2 separate regions of the Xenopus laevis genome follow, and region 2 is linked to region 1. A link is a contact called in public Hi-C data. All regions are on one chromosome and are shown on one strand. Each heading gives the region's core, a stretch centred on a gene start, on an enhancer-like site or on the middle of the called end of the contact. The rest is flanking DNA. Distances are from core to core; before and after follow the strand shown. Region 1 has its middle 37 kb from the start of trpm8b.L. Region 2 has its middle 25 kb from the start of ramp1.L.

What was found. A called contact is a pair of places that touch in the nucleus more often than the background predicts.
Region 2: a contact with region 1 is called in a Hi-C map of the XL177 cell line, with 7 times the contacts expected there. The contact joins two enhancer-like sites. A contact is called at or near these places in 2 of 4 Hi-C or Micro-C datasets (the XL177 cell line and the XTC cell line).

What each region holds. Positions count from the first base shown.
Region 1 is chr9_10L:83,624,224-83,627,004 of Xenopus_laevis_v10.1, forward strand. No RefSeq gene overlaps it. Among protein-coding and RNA genes, the nearest start is that of trpm8b.L, 37 kb to the left of the region's middle. Within about 2 kb of position 1,393, at least 1 of the 7 cell types and tissues checked has an H3K27ac peak or open chromatin away from gene starts, as enhancers often do.
Region 2 is chr9_10L:83,786,729-83,789,539 of Xenopus_laevis_v10.1, forward strand. No RefSeq gene overlaps it. Among protein-coding and RNA genes, the nearest start is that of ramp1.L, 25 kb to the right of the region's middle. Within about 2 kb of position 1,488, at least 1 of the 7 cell types and tissues checked has an H3K27ac peak or open chromatin away from gene starts, as enhancers often do.

The sequences.
Region 1 (2,781 bases), core at 143-2,642:
ATATTTTGGGGCCCTAAATTGAATTTGCTATGGGGCCCAGTAACAACTAGTTACGCCACTGTCTGTGATCCTGACCCCTGCCTGGTAACCCGACCCGTGCCTGTTTGGACAACTCTTGATTGATCTCCCCGCTTTGACTCTTGCCTGTCTGATGCCGCTAGAATTCTGCCTGCACTGACCCGGCCTGTTTGACTACGATTTCGTCTTATGCTTGAACTGTGACTTTTACTTAACAATCGTGCCCCACTTGCTTGTCCAGAACCCTCGCTTGGCTCCTCTCTTAATAAGACCTGGCGGCATCCAATTAGCCGAGGGCTCCTCCCAAGGTGAAAGGCGGAAGGAGCCGACAACAGGGAGCTTAGCATTGGTTCTGGATTTTGGGTGCCGATTCATGACACTCCCAACATTTTAGAAATAGAAAGAGGGACAAATTGATCTGCTGCACATAGCTTGGCGGCATTTTTCGACCATGCCCATTTTTGTGGCCACAGCCCCTAATTACCATGTTCATTTTACAAAATTTGGCAGGTTATGAAAGCTTGAAAACATTTCTGTGTTTTTTATGTGTTATTACAGTTTTGCTAATAAAGATGAATTGCCCTGTAAGCTCCAAGTCACAGTTTTCCAAAGATATCCGCTTATCTTAAATTGTTACGATTGCTTATCTTAAATTGTTACAATGCTTCTTTGCTTATCTTAAATTGTAACAATTGTTTCTTTGGTTATCTTAAATTGTTACAAAAGTATCAAAGTGCACCTGCTGAGTGTTATGGGCTCTCTGCCAAAAGCCAATTAAGTTTCAGAAACTTTGTATCTTTTTTTTTTTTGGCTGTTCAGTGCAGGAGATCACAGAGAAAGTTGAGACATTTCAGTAACAATCCGGAACTGCGGGTTGAGCTGTCAAAATTGGTACTGTCCCGGAAAAAACGAGACAATTGGGAGGTATGAGTACAGACGCCTTTGTTCACTCTCTAACTTCCACTTCTGAATAATGCTCAAGTTTAGGAATAGGTGGAAGGTCTGGACTGAGAATCAAAATAGGCCCTGGCATTTCAGTCACACAAAGGGCCAAACAGCCCCTACCAGCCCATTAAATAGTGACTTTCTATGGCAACTTACAGCAGCCCCTCTGGCATTTTCCAGAACTCACAGATTGCCAGTCCAGGTCTGATGGGTGGTATGGAGCCTGGAGTATTATGTAAATTGTTTGCACTTACTGCACATAGTAAATGAGCTGTTATGTTTCCTTATTATGATGGTTCAGTAAACTTCAGACAAAGAGGGTGGTTTCTATGGATGTTTTACCACATTCTATCACAAGATGGCAGACTAGTACAAGGAATTTCCATCCTGTGAGACCTGTATGTGAACTTGTAGCCTGTGAATAATTTATGGCTGCAGATGAGATGTGTGTGTGAGGGCTGGGAGGAAGGTTCCAGGAAGCTCAGCAGCCTGCAGGGTTTACACAAATCAATAGAAGCTAAGAGTCCAAAAGCTGCATTGTGCCAGTGGAATAACCCATTGCTTCCTGCATGGTGACGAAAACCAAATGCTTTGTATTGATTCCAACCTGTTGTAATGCTATAAATGTATTTATAATGTATCCACATTCTGAGATAAATGTACTGAACTGAATGTGCAACAGGGATATCTTTTGGCAGGGTTATACGACAGACTGCAGAATTCACTGATCTTAATGCCTATTATTTTTATATCTGTCTGTTTCATGATTTATTGCCCCCACAGAATGGATATGTGGGAGTTGGAGGGGGGGGCTTATATAAATGTTGAGTTGTTTAAATAAATAATTATGAATGATGGTGTCAGGGCAAGGGGTGCATTAGTAGGATTGTAACTGTGTGACTGTATATATTCAGGGGAGTTGGCATCAGGGAGGGGATTGCAGCTGTGCAATAGTGTAAAGCTTTGTTTGAACAACAACTCAATACGACAAGGAAAGGCTGATGGACCACGTGAGAGTTGTAATTTATCAGCAGCTGCAGGTAGGACAGAGGCCCAATAATGGATATGCTGCTCAAGGCCCCACTATGCCCTAAGGGCAGCCCCAGTCACAGCTGGAATGTGGAAGATATCTTAGCTCTATAAGACACGGTAGCATGGTACATACAGTGAGTTTAACAAGGAAAGCCCATTGGGAGACTATTGTGCTGTTTCACTATTTACAGGTGCAAAATGAATTAGCCCAAGGTTTTCTCTTTATTCCGGTGCCTGATGAGTATTACATGTGTGACTGTACTCGGAGGATTAATAATCCTACTGACAGTTTGGAAGCATAAGAATAAATGCTTTGTAGCAATCCCAGGCCTTTCAGTGAAGATGCACAAACCTCCACCAGAATGACAATTTATGGTGCTGCACCTGTTGTTTTTCAGCAGAGCAGGAAGCAATTTTCCTTACACAATATCCAGCTGCGAATGAACTGCAGAGACCTCAGGAATATATGTCCCTCTGGACATTATTATCTTTATTCTTTATCATGGACAGAAGAACAGTAGCCTTAATCATGCTTTAGGGCTCTTACACATGAGCGTTCTGACCTGCGCTCCCCTGCGTTCCGTTTTTTGGCGTTCAGCCACAGGGGAGCGCAGGAATAGATGCAAGTCATTATTTGAAATGGGGCTGTACTCACTCAGGCGCGTGTAGGCGCCGAACGCAGGAAAAATGCAGCATGTTGCCTACACGCGCCTGAGTGAGTACAGCCCCATTTCAAATAATGACTTGCGTCTATTCCTGCGCTCCCCTGCGGCTGAACGCCAAAAA
Region 2 (2,811 bases), core at 238-2,737, 160 kb after region 1:
GCCTCACAGACAAATGCAACTCCAGACAGCTGAGAAGGATAAAACTTTAACCCTTGAAGCATTGCTGTGGCTCACTAAACCTTGCTTCTATATACACTTGCTCCAATCTGGAAGGGATTTAAAGGAAAACTATACCCCCCAAACAATGTAGGTCTCTATTAAAAGATACTGAGTAAAACAGCTCATGTGTAAAACCCTGCTTCATGTAAATGAACCATTATCATAATAATATACTTTTTTAGTAGTATGTGCAATTGGGTAATCATAAATAGAAAATTGCCATTTTAAAAAATAAGGGCCGCCCCCTGAGATCGTACGATTCACTGTGCACACATACAAACCACATGTAAGGTCACATGAGCCAATTAACAGACAGAGTTCTGCCTTTTGCTTCCTCACTTCTTCCTGTTACAGTTAGTGTTGTAGTATTTCTGGTCAGGTGATCTCTGAGGCAGCACAGATAGAGTCACGAAATGGTGGTTCAAGGCAAGAGATGTAAAAGGGCAATATTTATGTAAATATATATTCCAGTTTGGTAAGATTCTTTAATATGTCATTCAATTTGATATAAACTATCTGTTGCTTAAGTATTCATTTTGGGGGTATAGTTTTCCTTTAAGTGGAAGATTAAGGACACAATATGTTTTGGTTTTTTTGAATCCACCAATGTAGTCTTGATACAGAAACACAAACTGGGAGTCTAGGAGAACTCTAGGAAAAATGATGGCAGCATGACTAATGTCTAACATGCTTAATATAAGCAATGATTACTGTACCTGGCTAATTAGAAGTTTGATGGTACTCTATGCAGTCATAGCAAAGCATTGTACTACTTCATTGTTGGTAACCCTATTGACTTTATGCAACCTATTTTGTGGTAATTTAATTGTTTTGGCTGATGCACATGATCTAAAACTTGGTATATTCAAACTGTTTTGTGACCACAGTTGTCCATGAAATGACTCCTGTGCTAGATTTCTATATTTTGCTATATGTGTTTTCTAATTAAACCCATTTTATTTGCAACCTTAATCTGTCTCTGTGGTTAATAATACAGATGAATGCAAAAGCTTGGGCATGAATCAGTGTATTGATCATATTGTTAATATAGTGATAGAGATAGGAAAAAACTACTGTATCTACAAGTGAACAACATGTTTTAAAAGAGCTAGGGTAGGATATAAGCAGTCACCCAATGTTTGCCATACAATTGTAACGGTTAAAGGAAAATTAAAGGCTAAAAAATATTTTTGCTGGAAATACTGTATTTTATCATTTGAACTTACTGTAACAGCCCAGATGTCCCTGTAATAATGATACATGCTTTCAGCTTTTCAGTTGTTGATCATGTTGTGCCCTATTATTCAATGCCATTGGCTAGACTCAGCAAGCTGTTGATGTGAGTATACGCAGAGTATATCTGTGTGCTGGTGTTGCCAGTTTCTTAGAAACCAGTGTCTATACATGTCGATCCATAATGGGAGCAGGACACTTGCACTGAACCATAAGCAGCTGAGGACCCCTAGTGATGGATACGTGACACTGACATACGATACATAGAAATGAAAAAGAACTGAAGGCAAATAAAGAATGATATGATGCAAGAAGCCAGTAATGGGCAGCAGTACAGAAAATGACAGTAAAAGAAATACCAAATGTACCATAGCCCTAACTAATAGAACCTATATCATAGACTACTCTTTATCTGTACAAACAGCTATTATATAAGGCTCCATTTACTTTGGATGTTACTGAACTTCAGCTGAATAACTTTATACCAAAATCAATAATACAGAGGCATTAACCATTAAAGGGATCCTGTCATTGGAAAACATGTTTTTTTCAAAACGCATCAGTTAATAGTGCTACTCGAGCAGAATTCTGCACTGAAATCCATTTCTCAAAAGAACAAACAGATTTTTTTAAATTAAATTTTGAAATCTGACATGGGGCTAGACATTTTGTCAATTTCCCAGCTGCCCCCAGTCATGTGACTTGTGCCTGAACTTTAAGAGAGAAATGCTTTCTGGCAGGCTGCTGTTTTTCCTTCTCAATGTTACTACTGAATGTCTCTCAGTGGGACATGGGTTTTTACTATTGAGTGTTGTTCTTAGATCTACCAGGCAACTGTTATTTTGTGTTAGGGAGCTGCTATCTGGTTACCTTCCCATTGTTCGTTTGTTTGGCTGCTGGGGGGGGAAGGGAGGGGGTGATATTACTCCAACTTGCAGTAAAGCAGTAAAGAGTGATTGAAGTTTATCAGAGCACAAGTCACATGACCAGGGGCAGCTGGGAAATTGACAATATGTCTAGCCCCATGTCAGATTTCAAAATTGAATATAAAATAATCTGCTCTTTTGAGAAATGGATTTCAGTGCAGAATTCTGCTGGAGCAGCACTATTAACTGAGTTATTTAAAAAAAAAAAAAAATTCCCATGACAGTATCCCTTTAACTTTTTAACCAAATACATTTTAATAACCAAAGGTGAAAAGTTATCTAAGGCTAATGTTACTAGGGCACATTTTAGCCATAGGTATTTCGGCAAACTAAAATGTACATGAGATTGTCTTTCATTTTCAGTCTGAAAAGTATTCATTCCTGCTCTTCTGTGAAAGATGATCAACAAGTGCTTTTTAGTTGAATTAAATTTGCCAGGCTGAAAAAACACCCCATGTGCCATAACCTAAGCACACCAGTGTAAAAAAAAAAGTATCATACATAGAAGACACCCATGACATAATGCCCTTGAAGTAAAAACCACACACAATGGGTTGCACTGCTGTATTCCATAGTGCAAGTGCAGAAAGTA